2 separate regions of the Mus musculus genome follow, and region 2 is linked to region 1. A link is a contact called in public Hi-C data. All regions are on one chromosome and are shown on one strand. The core of a region is the stretch at or near the end of the contact, and the rest is flanking DNA. Distances in the headings are between cores, read along the strand shown. Region 1 overlaps Neu3 (neuraminidase 3). Region 2 holds the start of Chrdl2 (chordin-like 2).

Region 1 (7,157 bases), core at 1,672-4,171:
ACTACAGTTCAAAAATTGTTGTTTTCTAAATTAAAGAGTTACAGTGATTTCAAATTGAGGTGAAATATTTGACCAGGCCAATGATGGCACATGCTTTTAATCCCAGCACACAGGAGACAGAGACGGGCAGGTCTCTGTAAACTCTAGACCAGTGAGGTCTACACAGTGAAGTCTGGGTGGGACCCCCTGCTGACAAGATTGGGGTTAGGGTTAGTCTAAAATCCAAAATGTCACATTTTTTCCTTAAAGGTACTGTGTAAATTCTTGTTTATGTAAATATATGTATGTTATATTTATCCACATCAGGTATGTTTATAATTTCAACGAGAAAGATTATGCTTTTTCTGTTGCCAAAAGCATTTTGCTCTAGGGGAGATATATTCTACTAGTCACTGTAAGGACCCAGAACTGGGGTGGAAGCAGAGTTGCTTTGCTTTTATACAACAGCTAAAGAAAAGCTATGCTCATGAGAGCAAACATGAGGTAAAATTCCATGCCACTCTGAGCAACCAGTCTGTCTCCTTGGAATATCGGACTTGACTCCCACAGGAGAACTAGTGGAACTCAGCCTAGCATGAAATGCATAACCCAGGCCAAGACCTCTGAGCAAGTACAATATGCTTGAGGGCATGCCTGGACATTAAGATGGAAAGGCGTTTAAATAAAATTGAACACAGGGAATAATGTTAAATTAAATGAAAAAAATATACAGATATATCTACATAAAAAGTAATCTCCAGAGAAAGGAAAGGGAGATTAAAAATTGACATAAATGTTTTCAAGGGTACATAGGTACTAAATAAACTCATGCCTTTGATCCCAGTACTTGGGAGACAAAGACAGAGACAGGTAGGTTCCTTTGTGAGTTCAAGGCCAGCCTGGTCTACAAAGCAAATCCAGGACAGCCCAACTACACAGAGAAACCCTGTCTCTATAAATAATAATAAACATATGCCATTGTAGAGGAGGATATTTGGACTCCACACAGTCTTGTTCTGATTTAGTAATATGAAAATGGTTATATTGCCAACGGTGATAGTGACATTGTACTTCCTCTTTGAGAGAGGTCAAAATGGAGTTGACTGATTGGATCAGTCTATATTGATAATGACTTCAAACTGTGAGACAAAAAAAAATATGTCATGTGGGGAGAGGGGCTCTTTATTTGTGTCAACAGAAAAGGAAAAGGGGCTTTGGATTCCATGCAAAATAGTAAGAATCAGATTTTATAGAGGGAAATCTCCCATAGATCTTGGCTGCAGCAAGAAAGGAAAAAATTACAAGGACCAAACAACCCGGTAATGTATAATGCAAAACCCTCTATTGAAACAACTCTGAAATTGGCTGGGACATATATGTCTCCAGCTAGAACTTCAGCTCACATGGCCAACATAAATTATTATTACACATCATCCTTTCGGATGACATGAATGGAGACTTTTATTACAGTTTGGTTATGTAATCATACTAAAAACACAGAGATGTTTTTCACATGCTCAAACAAAAAGAAGATAATTGTTAACAGACTTGTAAACCTTGCACATTCCTTACATATATTGATACAGAACTGGGTATTACTTGTAAAAGCTTGTATGTCACTTGGGGGGGGGGTGATTACAAATAATTATGATCTTGGACAGGGAGGAAGCAAAATAGGGCGCTTCAACCCAGGGAGTTACATCTTTCCTTTCCTCTTCTCTCTCCTTCTTATCTTTTATCTTTCTTAGATAAAGGGAAGGGTGTTGAGAAGTAAGGGGGAATATAGAATTATCATATAGAAATAATAGACTAAAAGGGTAGATTATTGAATCTACTCTTCAACTTCAGAGCTATTGATATTCTCAGATAGGTTATTTTTGTTACACTGGCACAACATGTTGCATATTTATATAGATTTCAGGTTTTCATAGGTATGAATCTTTGTATATTGATACAAAATTTAAAGTTAATTTTGTGACAATATAACACATGTATGTGTCAACTCTTATACAGATGTGCCTTGCAGCTCATTTGAATATTCCAGGTTTAGTTCCAGCCCTTTTACAGCTGCTATTGCAAACTATTAGCGAAACGTCTGTCTGCTTCTGCATACGCAGATATTTCTTTCCTTACAAGTCTCTGTTGGGGATGAAAACTAGATAATCATAGTCTTGCTGTAAGTTTAAGTTGTGAAGGATCTAAGAAAATGTTTTCGGGTCTAAGGAGATGTTTTAAGGATGGTAAATGAAGGCTGGAAGGTCCAGGGGATGCCTTATGAAAGTTGTAGGAAAATATAAACAGATGTTTTAGGTTGGTAATGCAAATTAGAATGGAAACGGAGTTAGAACTGAGCACATCAAGATAGGATAAATACTAGAGTTCTCTCTTCAAAGATTGCCAAGTAAAATGGACTGAACATTGTGAATGTATTCTTACTGAAGGACCCCCGAAGGGAGACCCCCACTCAAGCACTCAAGCCCCGGGACAGCCGCGGACCCAAGAAGACACTGAGACCGTACTCAAAATGTAGAAGGCAAGATTTAATAGAGCAACAGCAAGAAAGCAAGCACATGGAACATAAACCAGAGCTCTGGGGTCGAAACTCATGCACCTAGTATGGTGTAGAGGAGAATCGACGACCAGCCAGAATTTTTCACAGGCTTATATAGGAAAACTCAAGGGGGGAGAGCTGGGCAGGGAAAGTACAAGTTTACATCACTAAGGGGTTCTGCCAAGGGGCAAGGGGTTTTGCCAAGGGAATCTACGTAACTAAGGGGTCATGTCCTATCATTTGGCAATGTACCCAGTTCATTTTGAGGTTGTTCCAGGAGGCCCTTATCTCAAAAATGTTCTTGGAACAGTTTTTAGTTGGGAGGGTTCGAACTCTAGGGTGAGAAGTTCAGGAATGCATTCTGGGGTGAAGAGTTCAGTAGTGTTCCGGGAACAGTTTCTAGATGGGAAGGGGTCGAGCTCTGAGGTGAGGAAGAGTTCAGTAACTTTATTCTTCATTACCTGATAGTTCTTGTCATTTTTATTGCATATTGTTTTTTATGAGATAAAAAGCCTTTATTGGCCGGGTGGTGGTGGCGCACGCCTTTAATCCCAGCACTTGGGAGGCAGAGGCAGGCGGATTTCTGAGTTTGAGTCCAGACTGGTCTACAGAGTGAGTTCCAGGACAGCCAGGGCTACACAGAGAAACACTGTCTTGAAAAACAAACAAACAAAAAAGCCTTTATTGGACTAAAAAGGGGGTATGTTGGGGTACACTGTGTGAAATTGTATCTCTGTCTTTCCTCACCTTAGGTATACTCTGACTTTAACAAAAATCTGATGGTCAATTAGCTGGGCAGGAAGTGGAAGGTGGGACTTCCTGAGAGGGAGAAAGGAACTCTGGGAAGGAGGAGGACAGCCTTTTCACTAGGAGACATAGGAGGGGACAGATGTGACTATGGGCCTGGATGGGACTAAGTGGTTGGGTTAACTTATATGAGCTAGTTAAGAGTCTGCCCAGCTAGGCCTAAGCTTTGAAATATTAAAAGGTCTTTGTGTGATTATTTGGGAAACAGCTGGCTAAGGACTAACTACTGATGCTGTATTAATCTCCAGCACTAACTTATACAAAACATAATAATCAGTTAATTTACCTCTTAGTTCAGCCTGCTGTGATTTTATTACAGTGCCTTGGACTGAAAAGTTCATATGCAACAATAATTCCTGGGTCACTGTTCTGTTCTTGAGATGGGGAAGTTCAAGATTAAAGTGCCAGTAGCTTGGATATCTGGTGAAGGTTTCATGAGGCCTGGTGAGGCTTGTTTTCTGTATTCTCACACAGCTGAATTCTCTCTCAGTGTTGTTTCCTCTGTATGGCTCCTACATACAGCTCCAGAGACTGAGCCAGCAATGAAGAATGGCAGAGGCAGTGTTGCATAAAACAAGATTTCCGTCCACTCTGTGGCTCCTAGAGCTGCCTGGTGCCTGCAGGCTGCTTGGCTGGCACGGCACTGCCTCTCCTGCTACCCACGTCTATGTTTCTCCCTAAAGGGGTCCATGTCCTCAGTTCTTATTCTCTTTCCAGTTGACAATAACACCTATCTTTAGGATGACTGTGGGTCTTGGATGGCAGGTTCTGGAGCTGGAGAGTTGACTCTAAGGTTAAGAGCCCTGGCTGATCTTCAAGAAGACCCAGGTTCAATTCCAAGTACCCACATGGCATCTCACAACTGTCTCTAATCAGATACCCTCACACAGACTTCCACACACTACATATTGAATAAACTGGAGAGCCATCTCTCCATCCTCAACCTACAATCCAAGACCCAGAGTCACCCTAAAGATAGGTTTTGTTAACAACTGGAAAGAGAATCAGAAGTGAGATCATGGAATCCCTTAAGGGAGAAGCACAAAATAAAAGTAAATAAAATAAATAATTGTTTTGGGTTTTGTTTTGTTTTTTAAGTAGGCTCTTAGAGGTTGGAAAGCAACTCCACTAGCCTGCGATTCTGAGAGGAAGTGTCATGTGACACACACTGCCACAGACACCTGGGAGTGCCCTGTCAGGGGCCCTGCCTTGTCCCTTCATTACCTCATTGTCCACACTCCGCCATCAAATGTTGCCCATGCTGAGGACAGTGAAGACAGTGGTAGGATAACGGTGACTCCTGCCCTGCTCTCCACACTGCTAAGCTCTTCTGAGGACTCCCTGGTCAATCCGATCTACCCCCCCACCCCTCCCTCTCGCTGCCTTGAGGAGGTGGGTTAAGCATATGCTCAGGCTGTGGGGGGTTTGTGCCCCATTTTGTTATAACAGTGGCTTATAATTGGAGTAACCATGTTGAATAAACTATTTACAATGCTTGGAACATTCCAAGGATCAACTTTACTGATGGGTAAAGTTGGGTATTTATGTCTAAGGTAGCTTACAAAACTTTGCTATTAGTTAAATGTTTACTAAGTCCTGATAAAAATCTCAGATGAGGTAAACAAATGGGACCGCCAAGGCTTGTAGAGTTTTGAGTATTCCTCTCAAGACAACAGGTCCAACACGGACCAATGTAATAAAAATGCAAAAATAGAAGACATCAGATTTCTTGCTTTAAATGATTATGTAAACAATTATTATAAAACTACTGAAAAGGTAAACTAGTATTCTCTGGACGTTACTTTTGTCCTTGGGAACATCTCAGTATTATGAAAATTGCTAAGCTTACTCGAAGCCTTTCCTAAAGTGAATTTCAGAGAGCACACAGACTCGCTGAGAGAATTTAAGGAGTCCTACTGAATTAGTTGGTGAAGCCCAGCAGCAGCTAAACAGCTCACTGGCATGCATGCTTTAACATCAGCAGTGAACTTAAAGGCATCACCTTCTTACTGGAACACCGGGACTCTTCAGCCAGTTTGACAGTAATTCAGTCTTTTGAAAACACAGTAAGATATGCAGTGGCCAGACCTGGAGCTGCAGTCAGTGGTCACTGCATGGCCAGGCTCTTCACATACATGCTCATGGGTATCTCTTGCTCACAAACCAGCCACAGTAGTCCTGGCTCTGTTTCCCTCTCGCTGATTAAACAACCTTGTATGAAACTACAAAAGAGTATTAACGTTTTCTAAAGAGTTCTCTGAAAAGAATAAGTTGGCTCAAATTTACTTTTTGAAAAATGTTGACTATGAACTATTAATAGATATTAAGAAAATGACCATTTCAGTTTCCTTAGCAGTCAAGATCAAGAATTACTGGGTGGTGGTGGTGCCTGCCTTTAATCCTAGCATCCAGACAGAGCCAGGTGGATCTCTGTGGGTTCGAGGCCAGCTTGGCTTACAGAGCAAGTTCCAGGACAGCCAGGCCTACACAAAGAAACCCTGTTTCAAAAAAAAATCGTTAATCGAGCTGGGCGGTGGTGGCACACGCCTTTAATCCCAGCACTTGGGAGGCAGAGGCAGGCGGATTTCTGACTTCGAAGCCAGCCTGGTCAACAAAGTTTGTTCCAGGACAGCCAGAGCTATACAGAGAAAACCTGCCTCGGGGGGAAAAAAAAATCATTAATCAATGGAATGAAGACCTTTAAGCATATTTAATTTTTCTAAGTCAGCAATTCTCAACCATCCTAATGCTACAACCCCTTAATATAGTTCCTCACGTTGTGGTGACCCCCCAGCCATAAAATAATTTTGTTGCTACTACATAACTGTAATTTTGCTACTGTTATGAATTTTATTTTCTGATGGTCTTAGGTGACCTCTGTGAAAGCAGTCATAACCCACACGTTGAGAACTATTGCTCTAAGTGATGGCAGTGTTTATGAATACAGTGATGTGTCTGGCATCACAGAGTCAGGTAAGACACACTCAGAACATTATGAGCTCAGCATCTCCCTTGGAGTCATGGAGGAGTAGCAGTCATGGAGAATCCAACCAGGGACAAAAGGGAAATACTGGTAAAATGAGAACCCCACATGTCACAGCTTGGCTTTAGGCTTGGGACATCTTACACTGTAAGACCAGGCCCAACCTAGGTGGATGGAGATCAGCTCTGAGCTCTGGTTCTCTTTGGGAGGTAGCTGAGGATAGAGAGCAAAGAGCATCGGTGTGGTGATGGGGTGTGGTGGTGTGATGGGGTGGGGTTGGGGATGGAAGGGTGGGGTGTCGGGGTGGGGGACAAGAATTGGTCTTGTGAGAGATTGTGTGCTTTCTATAATAACATTTACCAATTTTGACTTTAAGTTACTCTTGAGGCTAAAAGTTGCAGGTCTCTTGGCAAGTTGACACCTGTCACTTAAAAGAGGTCCTTGTTCTTTTCTCCACAGGCTGAGCACCTAAAGCTGAGGGTTTAACTCCTTGTCAGCTAGGGAAAGTCACTTTTTGGAAGAAAAAGAAAGGAGACACTTTAAAAAGGGGTTCTAATCCTTATTTCCAAGAGAAAAGAAAAATGGAGGGAAAACTATTGAAACTATCTAACTCACTCCAAGCTGTTCACGCTTAGTTCTTTATTTTCTATGTGCTCGCGTAGTGTCTAATTCAAACATTCACAAGTTTAAACATAAATTCAAAAAGAAGATGGCAACAGATGTTTATGTGAATTTCCATTAAGAGTAGTTATCTAACTAGACATTTCTCTTCTGTCACTAGCTCCGCAGGTTCACTGAAAGTTAAAAACCATAATTCTTGTGTAAAAGTTAACAATG
Region 2 (7,157 bases), core at 3,203-5,702, 200 kb after region 1:
AAAAGCATTTCATTGGGCTTATGGTTTCAAGAGTTAGAGGCTGAGATGGTGGAGGAAAGGCATGGTGGGTAGGCAGCTGAGACAGTAGCTGAGAGCTCACATCTTGACCCAAAAGTGGAAGGCAGAGAAGGAACACCGGCAGTAGTACGGATCTTTTGAAACCTCAAAGCTTGCCCTAGTGACACACCTCCTCCAGAAAGGCCACTCATGCCTCCTAGTCCTTTCCAAATAGTTCCACCAACTGGGGACTGAGTCATCACATATATGAGCCTATGAGGGCCATTCGCATTCAAACCACCACAGAGGACACAGGGTTTGGTCCCTCACCAGAGTTAGAAACAGGTCAGAAATTTATGTCACTCCCTCCCAAGCTCAGGAACCCACATGGAAGAAGATGCCAGAAAAAAAATGTAAAAGTTGGAGGAGGGGAACCGGCTCGAGGCACTGTACAGGACTGACTATTCTCTGAGCCAAACCGTCACCATCTCCAGGGGCTCTGCCAAAGATCATCACATCTGAGCCTCATAGGCACGGACAGGAAGGGTCATGGGAACCTCTCCTGAATATCCAGTCTCCTCTTCCAACCAGTGTTATGGAACTCTGCCCTAATTGCATGTGGTCTTTTGGAAAGAGCTAAAGACTGTAGATGGGGACGGATGAGGAGAGGGTTTCCATTTGTGCAGCCACAAGGAAGCCATCATCCCTGCTGCAGGAGTGAGAACTGTAGTAGTTGATAGGAATGTTTATGTCCTACCTGTTATTAAGAATTTGTAAACACATCAGATCGATATTTGTGGTTTTCTTTCTTCTGCTTATCATGTAATATAACATCAGCTGATATAATATTAGTGATTAAGTGTTGTAAATCTATATTGTCATATTAAAGTGATAGGACATTAAAAAAGAAAGTATTCCTCAAATGAGTTTTGCTCTATAGAGCTCAGAAGATTCCAGATGGTGGTCTGTGGAGCTTCACGATTTGCTGTTTTCTCGATCGGATTGGATTGATTATACTTTGCTGTGGTTGCTCATTTTCTTTGGCCTTATTTTTTTCTCCTTTGGAATATGAATATCTACTTGGTTATGTTGGAAGTGTGTCACATGGTTTTGACATTTATAGGAGCTTACGGTTAAGATATTGGAGACTGTGAAAGCATTAGTGTTTTTAAGGATTGGGGAGACTTTTTAAAGTAGACTATAGCAATGTGTGCTGAGGTCAAACCCAAGGCCTTGCACGTGCTTGGCAAGAACTCTAGCACGGAACACTTGTGTTTCTTAGTGATGAAGGCTGAGAGCAATGGGTGTCTCGTGTATTCAGATGAAAGTGTAATGCCTTTCGAAATCATTCATGTTCTTGCTCATACACTCAGCCATGTTTATTCAGTGTCATTGTATATCACAAGTTTGCATAATACTCATTTTCATAGATGTGAAAAGGGCAACTTTCTCACAGTGCAGGGTGATGACACAAATACATATTTACACTCCACACAAAGACAGAGAACTCAGGAGCCCTTGTTTAACATGTAGCGAGCCCTAAGTTTGATCCCCAACCCTTAAAAAAAAATCTTTGCCTGGGAGACTCAGTGAAGCCTCAGAGGGGGTGTAGCTAAGTTATGTGTGTCCCTGGCACACAGGAGGCCCTGTCCACTCCCCAACTGAGTGTGGCAGTGCATCCGCAGCCACAGCACTTAGAGGGAGAGGTAGGAAGACTGTCAGTTAACATCATGGGGAGCTTGTTGGACAAACATAAGAACCTGAGTTCATGAGTTCAAACCCCTTGCACTCACATAAAAATAAAAAGTGTGTGTGTGTGTGTGTGTGTGTGTGTGTGTGTGTGTGTGTCTTAAAGCCTGTAACTCCAGCATTGTCTGTTGTGGAAAGTGAGAGGAGAATCCTTGGGGCTGGCTAGCTGGGTACTAGATTCTTTCCCATACAGGTAGACTCAAATAAGGTGGAAAGTGATCTAGCAAGACAACGACTGCCCTCATCTGGTCACAACGTGCAAGTGCGGGAACGTGTGCACCAAATACAGGTGTGCACATAGTGTACAAGTGTGCACACGAGAGAGACACACGGCAAAAATAAACAAGCAGCTCGAAGTCACAAGTTGCAGAACAAGGGTACATACCTACTTTTCTAGTCACAAGGAAGCTGAGGCCGGAGGATCGCCAAAGCCAGTTGGTGCAACTTGGCAAGACAGGAGTGGAGATGAGACTCAGTCAGAAAATCCTGGTCTACTTTGCTCATGGCCCAAGATTTAGAAGCAGAAGGAAACTGATCTTCTTGCAGAAGGAAAATGTGTACAACGATACAGAGGTGTGAAATGCATGGGCACTTGGGGGAGGCGAGTGGTTGGTAAAGGTGGAGGGGGTAGGAGGATACTGGTGGGTAGAGTGGGTACAGAGTGGGTGTAGGGGGTGTAGGGTGGGTACAGGGTGGGTAGAGTGGGTGACGGTGACAGAAAGGAGTCAGGAGTCAAATGTGCACAGACTTAAAGTCAATGCTGAATGTTATACATCTTAATCATACGAGTTCCAAGATGGCCAGAATGGGTTCAAGGGGGGCAAGGGGGCATCTGGTTTGTCGTTGAAATGATCAGCACAACTCTTGTGGAGAGTGTGGGGGAAAATACATTGGAACGCCTGGACCAGGGACAGGAGACCTGAAGACAGGCTGTGGGAAAGGACTGTGAGTAAGGACTGAAGACACCAGAGCTCTGAGGAAAGCTGAGGTGGCAGAGACCCTTCAGGAAAGCAGAATGAACAGGGTTTAGAACCCAATGAGCCCACCTTTGGCAACCTTAGACATCAAGACAGGTACAGAGCACACATTAGCAGAGACGGGGGGGGGGGGGGAGATTACTTCTTAGCAAACACTGTATCCAGGAGGGTGGAGTGGAGGAGAGCTTTGACAAGGAGAACCTAAGTCAGAGGAGGACTGGAAGGAGCTCATGTTTGTCTTCACTCTGAGAGCCCTGAGTAGGGGCTTTCTTGGTCACTGGTTCCTCCCACTGCTCACTTGGCGTGAGGAGTGCAGCCTTAACCCTGCCAGTCAGATAACCTGGAATGGGGTGTGGCCTGCCACTTCTCCATCCTTACACCTGTCCTGGTCTGAGACACTGGTAGCTGTGTAAGAGATGCTCAGGAATCAAGGTCCAAAGCCAGGACGACTGTGTTTGCCCACAGTGGCCCAGCAAGCTGTGGATGGCGCCAGCACCTTGAGTCTGCCCTCTCATTGCAGAGCCTGTGTGCTCTGGGGTGGACAGAGCTTGTTCTTTTCTTAGGGTCCTATTAGTTCAGGAGCTCACCTAACATGAGGTCTGGAGCAACAGCCTGCCCAGGCTGCTGGGGTTCTGGATCAGCGTGCTCACCTTCTGGTGAAAGGACAAAGCTCTGACCCTGGCTGTCACTGGCGCATGCAGAGCAGTGGGGCCTCGCCTGTAGAAAGAGTTCATCCTGGGCTGCTTGGTAAGTGGTAGCAGCAGTGACTCCATAGCAAAGCTACCTCTCATCTGGGGATGATGCCTAGGACCACCACCTGCCAATGGGAGATTCCAGGTACCTGAAATGGCTTTCCTCCAAAGTTGAAGTGCTTTGATGTTCCAAATCTTATTTAATCCTTTGCGACATTTGCAGGACGATATTGAAGACTTTTAAAGTAACTCAAATCATTATCTTAGTGCTGGAGAGAAAACCTTTCTCCTAGGCGCTATGTGCAAGCACACAGACTGTGTTCAAAATGGCAAGTGTCTCTGCACTCCCCCACCAAATACCCAATCCTGAGATTCCCAGACCCGTACTATGACCTTCCCCACTCAGTTTCATCTGAAATCTAACTGGGTTGGTTCCCCTTGCAGGCTGCGTACCGCGGGGAGCCAGGGGTTAAAACCCGGGGCGTCTGTGGCCCCCTTCCCCCTCCCCAGCCCCCTCGTCTCCACTCGGCGCCTTGCCTGGAGCGAAGGTTCCCAGCCCTGCACTAAAGGGGAGGGGGAGAAATGGGCTTGTTTCTCGTGGCCAATCCACGAGCTCGCGGTGCCTCAGAGGAGGCGCCAGCATTAGGGCGGCCCAGGGCTGCAGGCTTCCCGCGGCAAAGTACAAATGCGCCCGAGCGCGGCGTCTGGCGCCCGAGGCGTGCACAGCGGCAGCGCTCAACCTCCCCCGCGCCGCCACCGAGGGTCTTGTCGCCCCACCGCGCCCCAGACCCGCGCCGGACCCCGCGCCGCCGCGCCGCCGCCAGCCAGCGCCACAGGGACACTGCACCCCGGTGACCGCACCCCGCAGATCCCGGTTCTCTAGCTAGCACCTTCTCCCTCTCTGCCATAGCCTTTTTCTTCATTTCCCCAACTAATTTCTCTCTCTCTCTCTCTCTCTCTCTCTCTCTCTCTCTCTCTCTCTCTCTCTCTCTCTCTCTCTCTCTCTCTCTTCTCCTCGTCCCCTCCCCACCGTCCTCTCATCCTCACCTTAGACCTCTCCTGTCCTTGGCTCCTCTTCATCTTTGCTTTTCCGACTCCTCAAGCAGCGGTCCTACTTGGTCCTCTGAGGACTTACTTGTGTCCTTATCTCACTTTCTCCCGGCTCATCCCGGGGTTGTCTGACCTTGGGACAAGGAAGGATGGTTCCCGGGGTGAGGATCATCCCCTCTTTGCTGGGACTCGTGATGTTCTGGCTCCCGTTGGACTCGCAAGCACTATCCCGTAAGTAGAAACCAGGCAAAGTCTGGGCAGGCAGGGGAGGGATGCGAACCAGTGGGATGTACTTTGCTGGAAGATGTTAGTTAGGACCTGGGGACCCCTTAACGCTTGCATTTATCCAGGCAGCACCTGCATAGCAGGGGTAGATGTTGCTCCATGACCAGTGTGGGCTGGTGAGTCTTGGGGGGAGAAAAGTTTGGCAGAGTTTCTTTCTGGGGTGCTGCTGGGGGAAGAGCAGTGTGCATTGTGGGAAGGGACTTTACTCCCAGCAGCCTGATGTGTTGAGTGTGAAAGACGGAAAGGCTGATGAGCTCCTGGGCTGAAAGATGAACAAAGTGGAGTCCATTATCGCTTTTGATACTCACAACACTCCATGAGGTGTCATCATTACATTTAATTGATGAGTAAAATCGGCAGGGCAAAGAGAAGAAAGTTTCCGAAGCTGGTAAGCTATCCAAAGCCAAGAGTCTAATTCCAAATCCTGCCTTTACAGCGTCTGGGAGACACCCCGATGTGGGGCTGTGAGACTGGAAGGCATCGGGGCGTGGTGAAAAAAGATGAGGTTCTTCATCTTCCCAGCCTCACTGTGTGCCAGCTGATGGGTCAGACACGGAGGGCACCTCACCATCTCTTTTCTAATCTATAAAATAGGAGCCTCTTAAAGCCGTTAAATGTATTAAATGACAGGGAGCAGGCAGAGCAGCTTGTATAGAGATGCTACAAGGTGGCCTCATCAAAGTGTATCAGCTGCCTAAGCCCCCAGAGTTTCCACTTCAAACAGTAGGTTATGCAGGACCACAGCCTCTGTTTCCTAACTGCCCCTCCTTATGCTGGTGACTCCTTCTGAACCTCCCCAATAAAGAAACAGAGCCCAACAAGGACAGTAGTTTGCTCCAGGCCACCAAACTTGAAGACCCAGGTCCCCACCCCCTAGCTGACAACCTTTTCCAGGCTTGGCTCCACCTGCCAGCTCTGCTTCTGACTGGCTACTGGCTTTGTGGAGCTAGTGAGGCTAGATTCTGTCCTGCTTCTGGGAATGGAAATGTTGCATGTCTGTCTGACGTCCCCTAGCCTGTCAGTGGCATGAGAATTATGGACACCCTCATGTCTCATAAGACAACACAGAGAGCTCAGACTTGGCTTCAATTCCTGACTGCCTCTTACACCTGAGTCATTTTTCAAACTTCTGTGAACTTCAGTTTCTTCATCGGCAAACAAGAGCTACTAACCAAGGTCTAAGGATGTGGGGGAGGACTAAAGGGAGTGATGCTTTCAGATGCATACTGTCAAATATTCAGTAAATACCCCCTCCTTCCTTAAGCCCTGAGAGTTTCCTCCTAGCCTGCCTGCTGTCCACTGAAGGAGACTTAGTCTCAGAGGACTGCCATGCCTGCCCTGGACTTGACCCTGGCCCTGCAGCTTCCTTTCCAATACCATTGCCCTGGGTGAACCACTCTGATGATGGCTCAGAAGTACTCAAAGCCCCCGTCTGCCCACCATGACCACCTTCAACAATTCAGACACCTCTTCCAGAAAATTCTACCTGGTGACCAGCTCCCTTTCTGACCTCCCCTCCTCTGTGCCTCCAAGAGCCTTCCTGTCTGTTTCTGTCACTAGGTTCTTCAGTTGGCTACCTCCCCCATAAATACAGAACCCCAGACACTCAAGAAAATGACTATCACTAAAGCGAGGTGGCCTGGCATTCTGGGAGGAGCATTAAGATCCTGGTGGTGTCATGGCTGAAAGAGCTTTCTCTTCTGTGTCTACTATCGGATTATCTCCTTTCACAGTTCATCTGAAGGAGGGTCTGCTACAAGGCCACAAAGGAAGGAACAGAGACCTAGATCCTAACCCAGGTCCCGTCATTTGTTGGCCGTGGGAATTGGGACACATCCCGTATCTCTGAACCTAATGATGATTGGTGCTGTAGGTCTAAGAATTTTGCAAGTCTCCTGCTGGTATCCTATTTTAAGGTCTTGCATGAAAGCTCTTGTCTTAGGGTAAGAGAGATCTCAAGCCTGTGGTGTGTAAGAAGTCCCCTGGTGACATCCAAAGTGCTTTTACAAATGGTGCCAACAGATGGGTGTTCTTAGGTCCAAGCCAGCCACACCGTTAAGTATGTCTAGGGCAAGTGAGCCGGGGTTTTGGCATACTCCTTACCTGAAGTCCAAGGATGCTCGGTCGGCAAAGGTTATTTATTCTCTCTGGCTCTACTTCCACCTGCAGATCCATACTGAGTCCAAGCTAAGCCACACTGAGCCCTAACTGTCTGACACTCACCACTGACTGATCCCCAGTTCCACCTGAGGCTGGAGGCTCTGGCCTCATTTCTGACTGGTGCTGATCCCAGTTCCAGGTGGAGTCACATCTGTGTGGTTCCACCCTGGTCATGCATCCCCTCTGTGACCCAGAAGTGGCCACATTCCCAACTCATCTCCAGGACCTTCTCTGGTACTTGCTCCTC

The links. A called contact is a pair of places that touch in the nucleus more often than the background predicts.
Region 2: a contact with region 1 is called in a Hi-C map of liver, with 3 times the contacts expected there. The contact joins the promoter of Chrdl2 here to the enhancer-like site in region 1. A contact is called at or near these places in 3 of 39 promoter capture datasets (the C10 cell line, embryonic stem cells and trophoblast stem cells), 6 of 484 Hi-C or Micro-C datasets (the Ba/F3 cell line, embryonic stem cells, large pre-B cells and 3 more) and 4 of 9 other capture datasets (adipose tissue, liver, macrophages and 1 more).

What each region holds. Positions count from the first base shown.
Region 1 is chr7:99,804,495-99,811,651 of GRCm38.p6, forward strand. Neu3 (neuraminidase 3) reads right to left here. Exons shown (of 3, transcript NM_016720.2): 3 at 6,945-7,157. Among named protein-coding and RNA genes, the nearest start is that of Neu3, 20 kb to the right of the region's middle. Within about 2 kb of position 2,922, at least 5 of the 459 cell types and tissues checked have an H3K27ac peak or open chromatin away from gene starts, as enhancers often do. A contact at or near this core is called in liver, where this site is marked.
Region 2 is chr7:100,001,952-100,009,108 of GRCm38.p6, forward strand. Chrdl2 (chordin-like 2) reads left to right here and starts at 4,453. Exons shown (of 11, transcript NM_133709.3): 1 at 4,453-4,696. The coding sequence starts at 4,615.